Linked DNA regions of Sus scrofa: region 1 is linked to region 2. Evidence: chromatin contacts called from public Hi-C data. All regions are on one chromosome and are shown on one strand. The core of a region is the stretch at or near the end of the contact, and the rest is flanking DNA. Distances in the headings are between cores, read along the strand shown.

Region 1 (4,750 bases), core at 2,003-4,502, 130 kb after region 2:
GTTTTATGGGGTTTATGTGGAGGGCAGGGAGACACAGTCGTGCTGAACTTGTAGTCTATGGACCATATACATCCATCCAGGTCACTGACGGGGGTGGGGGGGATCAGAGGCATTGTGGCATTTGCAGCAAACCATTCTTCCATTACAACAGGGCTCTTATAAATGAGTGATTCTGGGTCACTATTCGCAAAGAAAGACAATGGCAACCTCACTTTACCTGTCTTGCCAATGATTTCAACTCACCTTCTCAGCATAATGACTCTTGGCTCCAGTTATTAATTATCTCTGAAGCACCCCCGGCAGCTAGGTATAGATTTCTAAAGCACTGTTAATGGTTAATGTATCTGGAGTTCTTACGAGGTACACCCATTTTCAAGTGACCCCCGTGTCCCCTGCCAGAATTTTAAGCTTCAGAAAAACAGATTTCACAAGTACTACCTCCTCTGCAAATCCCCTGGTGCCGGGTCCAATGACTGCTATCTGATAAGTGGGATTTGAAAGGACACTGATGGAGACAGACCCCAGCAGAACACCCATGTACCTTTTCATCGAGCTTCAGGTGAGACAAAAGCCACAACTAGACACGTGGTCCAGCCCCGCATCCACCTAATCCTGTCAGGTCCACCTTCTGGCAAACGGCATGGAGCACGATGCAAAAATCTCAGGCCTATACGCGGCTAGTCCCCTAACCAGCTAGTTGGCTTTACAGAGAGAGAAGGGCGATGATTATCTTCAGGCTCAGTTAATAAGTGCTTCCTATGTGTTAGGAAATGTTTAAAGTCATTTGCCTGTAATATCCCACTTAATCTTCAGAACAAGCCTCATAAGGGAAAAAAGGCATTAATTTCATGTTACGGTTAAAAAAAACAAAACAAAACAAAACAAAAAAAAACCATGGTCACACACCTGGGAAGTGCTGGAGCCAGGCTTTGAACTGAGTCTAATTCACAACCTGTGCTCTGAACTATGGAAAATATAGAGCGATGTAGCAATTACCAGAATTGTTTATTTACAGAGAGGAGGGCAGGCAACAATCATAAACTGCCCCAAACCACATATCACCCACAGTGAATTCTGCAATTTCCACGCCTACTCACAGGTTCAATGTCCCAAACATTGTGGGGAGTCCAGGAGAAAAGAAAGGAATCTGAAATAGTTCTGGTTCCTAAGGAGCTCACAGCCCAAAAGGGGAAACTGCCTATTAAAATACAACTGAGAAGCGCCCATGCCACCCAAATTCTGCTGAGGTCTGGGGTAACAAACGGGGCCTGTGTTTGGGTGTGTTGGGGGATGGAGGGGAGGGTGCCCTCCTCACTCAACACATGTTTATTCTCCAGGGGACCAGGCTGCCATGGCATTACTGCTTGGTCCAGAAACTCTCCTTCATGGTTTCATTCTTTTGCTCAAATACTCAGGACAATAAAAATGTACTGCCTGGCAAGCAGTCCTTGCAAAGACACCCTTCTCAAAATTCTCCCCTTTTACTTACAAATTAAGTTGCAACCAAGTCACAGGGCCAACACAGTAACAGTGGAAACTTTCACAGGAGCTGTCTCACAAATTGTATGGGGAGACACCAAAGCCTGGGAATGCTACATGCTCCTAGATAGGTGAAGAGTGTTATTTCTTTGAACTGTAGAATAAACAGTTTCCTCCCACAAATCAAAGCCCCAACTATATCACATTGATTTAATTCAACTCTAAAAACTCTAATTAGTGGTTACATAAAATGACTAATTACATCGCCCTGGATTCAGACAGTTTCTGCCATCTCACTTAAAGAGCTGTGTAATCAAACAACCCACCCACTTGCAAGGAGAATGCTAATTAGCATTGTTGATTGGTGACACAAAAGTTATAGTATTTTTCCAGCAACCCTGTAAAACTTATAAACACATCAGTGAAAATGCCAGATTCTTTCAGCTTGCTAGCTTTTGGAATAAGCGTCTAAAAATACATGCGTTTCCAACCACAGCCCCCCAAAAGGGGTTTAACAAAATGCATGTGCCAGCTACACAATCATCATAATAAAGAGCTCTAACATCTTTTAAGAAGCAGCTAAAGGAGCTCCCAACCCCTTGGAGGGGTGGGCGTTATACCTGGGTTGAAGATGTGAAAATCGAGCCACAGATTTCTCGGCTCCAACTCTCACCAGCTCATCCCCCGGCAGCCAGGCCGCGGCTCCGCCCCGCTCCTGCCTCCACCACCAACGCGTTTAAATTTTAATAAAGCTTCACACTTCTCTGGGTGCGCTAGCTTGGGGCGGTTCAAAGACTGCAGGAGGAAATGAGATCCTGCTCCCGGCGAAGGCTGCCCCGGTGCGGTGAGATTGCCTCCAACCGGGACTTCTCGGGCAGAGACTTGCCGGGCGCCTTCTGCTCCACCCCGGCGTTTTTTGAAAGTAAACTACCTGCCTGTTGCGCTCTCCGAAGTGCAACCGGACTCGCCTCCCCCCGGCCTCCAGGGTCGGCTCGATTCTCTAAGCGAGGTGGGAACAGAGGCCAGCTCTGTGCCGGTTTCTGGCCCGGGGCCGGGCGGTTCCTGGGTCTATAACCCCGCGGCGAAGTGGGAACCACGGAGTATGCCCGGCTCCCGGGGAGCGCAGAGCCGCCCGGCCCCCACCCTGCACGGCCGACCCCGCCGCCCCGGTGCCTCCAGAAACCCTCGACCACTCCCTGCCCGGCGGGACGCGCACCCGAAGTGCAGCCAGCGGAGAAGGGGGCGTCCGAGGCGTGGGGAGGGAATGCCGGGACTGAGGAAGTGGGGTGTGCGGGGAGCGCGGCGCCGGGACAGGAGGGGCACACCTCGCGGGGAGGAGAGAGGAGTGGCGTCCCGGGAAGCACGGCTCCGGGTGCGGTTCCTGGGAGGGGAGGCGGCTCCTGGCCAGAGGCGGGAGGAGGGCGGTGAACTAGGGTCTGAGTCCGGGGTGGGGCTGCGGGAGGAGGGCGCAGGAGCTCGCGGGGTCCGGGATCCGGGATCCGGATGCGGGCGTCTCCCCGCCGGAGGTCCGCACCCTGCCCTCGCCGCCCAGTCGCGCCCGGCCCCCGGCGGGACTCACCTCCGCGCTGGCCGTGCAGGCTCCGCGGCCCGCGGTCTCGGCTCGCAGCGGCCCCGGCTCTGCGGCCTGCGCTGGGCTCCTGTAGAGGCAGAGCCCCGCCGCCGCCGCCGCTGCACTGCTGCTTTCCGCTTCCTGTCCCGGCGCCGCCCCGCAGCCCCAGCCCAGCCCTGCGAGCCCGGCGCGGCCGCGAGCCAAGAGCAGCGAGCGCGGCCGGCCCCGCCGCGGGCCCAGCCCACCTGCAGCCGAGGGCGGGGCCTGGCCGGCGACTCCCCACCCCCAAGACGCACTGCGCCCCTAAACACACACACGCACACACACTCAGTCACTCACATGTCACAAACACAGCGATCCACTCCCCCAACCCAGCACTCCAACATACTTGTACCCTCGAGTTCACACACGCATGCACACACACACACACAGAATCATGCACAAAATTCAAGCCCGTTTGCCCTCACTGGAGCCCAAACGCACATATTTGTACAGCCCAGGGTCTAACCACACCCCCCAACACACACATACACATATACACACTCAAATACACATATTCCAAAGACTGGCCCACAAATATCCAGACATACCCACACCTCAACCGGCTTAAACTCACGTGCAGCCCAGGATATGGCCCCATAAATAACTATACACACTCCAGACCCCCTATAGCCCCCCCCCCGCCGCATCCAAGCCTCTCCCTCCTCCTCCCTTGAATTGAGAAGTCACAGGCCCCCACCTGGGTCTCCTAGAAACTACTAGAAGAGCACACCTCTGAAGGCAGACAGCCCCAGGTTTCAATCCTGATTCAACTGGGTCTGCTTCTGAGTCTCTGCTTCCCTGTCTGAGAAGCAGAGAGGATGATAAAACCAGCCTTGCAGCATTGTAGTGAGGATTATGGAAAGTGGCTGGTGCCCAGCAGACACCAAACAATTGCCAACTATTTAGATGAGTATTTGCACTCTACTTACTTAGTTGACTTGTGTGGGTGGATTGGGTTAGGGATCTGTGTGGAGAGTCTGGAATCTGGCTGGGCAGAGCTTGCATGGGCAGCCTTGCATGGGCAGAGCTCTGCAGTAGAGGTGGGGTATGATAAAGGGCTGTGAGCATTTGGTGGGGGGGGGGAATACACCCATGCTGAACCAGCTGAAGCTATGGAACTTTGGCCCCCACAACCCTCACCATCCTCCGAGTCCCCATTCTCTCTTCCATATAGAGTCTTCTTCTTGAGGACATCATCTGTTCAATGAAGGTGACATCACAGAGCCCCATCCTGCCATCAGACTCACTACTAACCCCTGGCCACGTAAGGCATCTGCCCTTCCCCCTCACCAGCCTCTTACCTGGTTCCTGAGAGCAACCGGCTTCCTAAGGGTAAAGCCAGTCGTCTGTCCGCCCAAATCGGTGCTCAGGTGCAGAAACGTAGAGCTTTAGAAAAACATCTCGTTCATCTTTAAAATGTCTTCAAAGTTCCAACTGGTCAGGGATTTCCAGTTCTGGTTATGATACCCTGAAGAGCCCCCGTGTGTTCTACCGTCCCTGGGTGGATTTTCACGAAAAGTCATTTTAATTCACTTTCGTTTATTATGTCCGGCTACCTTGGCATGGAGGGCTTTGGTGGGAAAGAGGGGTAGTGCCAAATAAACGCTTTTTTAAGATAATACATTTCACTTTTAAATGACAGCTATCGTTTGTTTTTAT
Region 2 (4,863 bases), core at 210-2,709:
GTCCCCCAGGTCCTGGCTTCCTGGACACGAATGTACCCTGAAGACAGGGCCCATCAGCTTGGCTCTCAGCATCAGGCCCTCTGGCTGTAGAGGGGCTTGGTCTCACTCACGTGGGCCACCGAACGTCTTTTTTTCCTTCTGTCCCCTGCCAAGTTTGTGCAGGACAGTATCCTTGCTATTTCCAAAGCTGATTTTCTAACCAAAGAAAGACAAAATCTTGGCCCGAATCATGACAGCCATCGACTGCTCTAAAGAGTGGAAAGACTGTTTAACCAGAACAGGTGGAACCACTTAAGAACAAAACAGGGCATCTTGTGGGGGTACTGCCCTATCCGAGTGAAAGCAGCCCGGAGCACAGGGCAGTTAGTAATACGATCTCTGATGAGGTGCTGAACCCCCCATGCAATGAACCCTAATCACATGTGCCCTGATTGTCTGCTGGATTCAAGAAGAAAATGCATAGAAAAGAGTTTGCAAACCCTCACTATTAGAAACTGACAAGTAAGTATAATAACCCCTGTTCCACCATCTCCAAGAAGAATGAAGTAACCATAATAGCGGCCGCGTTTGGTAACTGCTTTGCACCACGCTTTTCCATCTCTGTTCCAAACCTCACAATATAGTTGTAATTATCCCCATTTTACACAGATGGGGGGACCTGAGAATCAAAGAGAGGGGGTGACGCTCCAATGTCCATTCAGCTGCTACGAGGCAAAGCCTAGATTTGAACTCAGATCTGTCCAACTTCTGGACGCTCTACAGCAGTCTGTCTCTAATGAAGAGGAAAGGGGTAAAAATGGTACATTGGGTGCTAATGTTAAGACAAGACAGATGCAGGGGTAAGAGCGCAAAACTGAAGGGGGTTTCTGAGCAAGACTGCTGACTTTTCATTTAATTTTAAGCTGGGCACAGGAACTGGTGTCAGCGGTGTTCAGCTATGGGCAGGGGTGGAAGGAGAAGAATGGTGACCCCGGGTGGGCTGGGGCCTCTGGAGCTCTTCCCATGGAGAAAGGGTGTCCCTGTAGCCCTTGCCCAGTGACGGCACAGCAGCCAGCCAGGGAAAGGCAGGGGCAGAATGTCAAGTCCACCTGGGGGTCCGTCTGATCCCCATGTCAGCAGTGAGGGGTAGGGGATGAGCAGCCTGCCAGGCCAGGACAGGCTGAGATAGCTCCCTGCGGTAATGCACTGATTCAGTAGCATCTGAGTGGCCCCTGTACACCCAAGCCTCTGCACAGCTTCCTGGTCCCTCAGTCCCATCTCTCCCTCCCCTCCCTTTCCCCTCCTCCCTCTGAGTTCATTTCTCTCCTCTGACCTTCCCGGCCTCCTCGTTTTATGGGCACCCTGCCTGCCTCCCGCCTCCTCCCTCTCCATCAGCCTGACAAACTCTATCAGCGAATCCCTCAGCGGTGCCATATCTAACTTTTTTATTCATTGCCTGATTTATTTTTAGCCTGAAACAACTGCATCCTAAAAATGGAGTTCCTGATGAGCCCGGGGCTGGGCAGAGCTATGCGAGGTATCTGGGGCTTGGCGGTCCAGCCTGGCTCTTGCTCCGCACGCATGTGTGAGAGCCTGCGCTCGCTCCTCCTGAGCCCACAATTACACTTCTCCGCCGGAGGAGGTGACCGGGGCGGGGTTCTCCGACCCAGGCAGGGCCGAGGAGAGAGACCGCAGTGGCTTCTCTGCTCCCAAGGGCTCTCAGGTCCTCTCTCCTGCACGCAGTGTTTCGGGGGAAGAAGAGCAACACTTTGCCCAGATGAAGAGAACGCACCTGCTTGTGCTGGGGGTCTACCTGCTGTCCTCCTGCGGGGCGGAGGAGGGGCTGAACTTCCCACCTATGACGGCAAGGACCGCGTGGTCAGTCTGACCGAGAAGAACTTCAAGCAGGTTTTGAAGAAATACGACTTGCTCTGCCTCTACTACCACGAGCCGGTGACTTCGGATAAAGTCTCGCAGAAGCAGTTCCAGCTGAAAGAAATTGTGCTGGAGGTGAGTTGGGGGGGCGCGGAGCACGGGGTCCCCGTGGGCGGGAGGCGGCCAGTGGTTGGGATGCGGGGCGCCAAGGATCTCTCCTGAAGTCTTGCCCCCCTTTCGGTCGCATGCACATCTGAAGATCTTGTTGCAAAGCGGCGATGTGTGAAAACCAGGGGTGGGTTCAGACTCTTAGCTGAATGGGTCGCGTGATGCACAGTCTGCGAAGATGTGACGTCTGTCCTCAGAGGGGCCTCTGGATTTCTCAAGGGCAAGAGTGCCAGCTACTCCTTTTCTAAGAGAATGGTAAAGCTTTAGTTTAAAAGCCCACCTGAGATGACATTCGGGGTCATGCGTGGGGTTTGTTCTGCCGTGCTAAGTCCTTACTCTTTGCTCCTGTAAGTCTTCCCACCTCCTGGGGAAGCAGGAGGCATTTGACCTTGCCTCTCTCACCGTCAGATGAGGAATATCAGGAAGCCATGCTCCTCTCCTGTGACTCAGTTTCGGTCAATGTCACACAGGGTAGATGTGGGAAGATTTGAACTGTACCTTCACTAACAGGGATTTTTTTTTTTTTTCTAAGAAAGTTCTTGGTGTGAGCTCAGGGAAGATGCTGCAGCCATTCTTATTCTGTCTGCATGGCATGGCCTGGCTATAAACCTGGCACTGTGGCTTGTTCTCTAATCCTGCGTGAGTGCCCCAGGGACTCCTCCTGTGGCTCCTCCTGGACAGTTTCAGATCGCTTACACTCAGGAGCACCTGTCAGTGCCAAGAATTCTAGTAGGCACCAAGATCCCTTATCGTTCCCATGCCCAGCTCAGCCCAGACACAAATCTATGAGAAGGACTGTTGGAGAATTACAGCAATTTATTAACCAGCACAGCCAGAAAGCTCAGCTTAATCAAATGCCCCTTTTCTTTCTTTTTTTCCAGTTTTATGGAGAAATAAGCAACATAACGTTACCATCAAATATTTTGATGAACAGAATTACCATATAAAACCATGGGGATTTTAATTCTCAAAAAATTGACTGTAACAAAATCCAGGAATGCCATCGCAAACCCATCAAAATGTTCTTGATAATTTGAAAAGCATCGAAGGCGCTCCCTGGTGGGCTAGAGGTTAAGGATTTGGCATTGTCACTGCTGTGGCTTGGGTTCGGAACTTCTGCATGCCAAAAAATAAAAAAATAAAAAGCACTGCAGAGCAGAATCCTGTGTCTCCTGATCGTCATACACACACCTCTTTTCAGAGGATTTATATACAGCAGTGTGGGCATTACAGAGAGCTCTGATGGACAAAAAACTTAGTATTTTTTAAAATCTCTCCACTGCCATCATCTTTTTCCTCAGGCTCCATCCTGAGGCCTGAATGTTGAAGCTCAGTTCCCTCTGGGGGTTATAAGCGAAGAGGAAGCAGAGACAGTTACTAGGTCTTTGTACTATATATACGGAAAATTGCAGGCTGGAAAAACCAGGACATACAGCACAGCTGCTGTTCTGCCCATGAAACCCTCAATCACGTTATCAACTCCATTGCAAACTGCCCTGCCCAATTATAGACCTTTTTATGAAAAGTTAATCAAAGGCATAAGGTTCTACCATGTATGCTCATCAGTGTCCACTTAGCCTAGAACTCGAAGAGAATGCCAGTGCAAGCACTGACCCCCATTTCTGGTTCACTGTCAGAGTAATACACACACACACACACACACACACACACCACACACACACACACAACTCCCCAAGAATCTATCTCCCTCAGAGAGAATTCTTATTCCCAATCAAAATCCTGAGAAGGGGCTCTGCCCTGGGTTCACCATCGCTCCAGGCACCTTTGATCCCAGAGCACCCAGCAGAGACTGACAAGGTGGAAGTTCAGCACAGGCGACAGTGTGATGCCCGCTAGGCTGCTCAGTCACTGTAGGAAAGAGATCACAGAACTTGGAGTCAGGAGATCGGGCTTTATGTTCTGGCTTTGCCTCTTCCAGATACACGACAGAGGGCAAGTTCCTTAATTTCGCTGCACCTCCTTTTAAGTCTGGAAAAAATAATAACTATCATACAGGCTTATGAGATGATTAAATAATAATAGTTACCATTTATTGAATGCTTGCTGTGTGCAGAGATTGTTCTAAGTGCTTTGCATGTGGTAGCTGGTTTGATCCTTACAGTATCTCTCTAAATTAGGTACAGTTACTCTCCCCATTTTATAGAAGGGGACACTGAGGCACAGGGAGGCCAAGGTCACTTGACTAGTGCAGGTGAAAGCAGCCTTGGCCCCTACACGGCGTTACTGCTCGCATCGAATGAGACAAGGTACAAGGACTGCTGATACCCTGTTCAAGAGGGTTTCCAGAATCTTCCTTAAATAGAGCACTCAGCCTGTGGGCTGGCCTGGTGATGCAGCTGTACCACTCACAAGGCTGAGAAGCACAGACCCTGGGCCACTGCTCCTGCAAACATCCCAACCTCGGCCATTGGGTTCCCTCCATGAGGGTCGAGGTGGGGGGCTTTGCAGAGATACGGTCAGCAGCAGGCTGTTCCACAGAATCCAGAACAAAAATGGTTCCGGAATCCCGTGAGTGATGGGAGGGTGGATGAGAGCCTCTACGTTTTGTTCCTGGTCAAAAAACCGCTATTGTCTTCTTAATTCTCTGGTCTCAAACCTACACTAAGGAAAATATTCTGCCAGTTACAGGGTTATGTCCGTTTGGTATAGAAGGAGGGGAGGAGGCAGTGCCCAGTGGATGTCTAGGAGGCAGTGAAAACTCAGCCCTGGGCAGACAGCACAGTAGAGCTGGGCTCCTGTCATCTGAATAGTTTAGGAAGGTGATTTGGCTTGATCTTTGGCCACGCTCAGCGGGTTAAGGATCTGGTGTTGCCGTGAGCT

Evidence for each region. Hi-C and Micro-C count contacts between places; a contact is called where the count stands out from the background.
Region 1: a Hi-C map of embryonic fibroblasts shows a contact between it and region 2, with 2.5 times the contacts expected there. The contact joins the promoter of VANGL1 here to the promoter of CASQ2 in region 2. A contact is called at or near these places in 9 of 47 Hi-C or Micro-C datasets (embryonic fibroblasts, fetal liver, fetal skeletal muscle and 4 more) and 1 of 2 datasets of contacts at active chromatin or transcription factors (skeletal muscle).

The regions. Positions count from the first base shown.
Region 1 is chr4:105,045,601-105,050,350 of Sscrofa11.1, forward strand. VANGL1 (vang-like protein 1) reads right to left here and starts at 3,253. Exons shown (of 8, transcript XM_001929540.5): 1 at 3,059-3,253.
Region 2 is chr4:104,916,745-104,921,607 of Sscrofa11.1, forward strand. CASQ2 (calsequestrin-2) reads left to right here and starts at 1,460. Exons shown (of 12, transcript XM_021089995.1): 1 at 1,460-1,832; 2 at 1,835-1,989. The coding sequence starts at 1,757.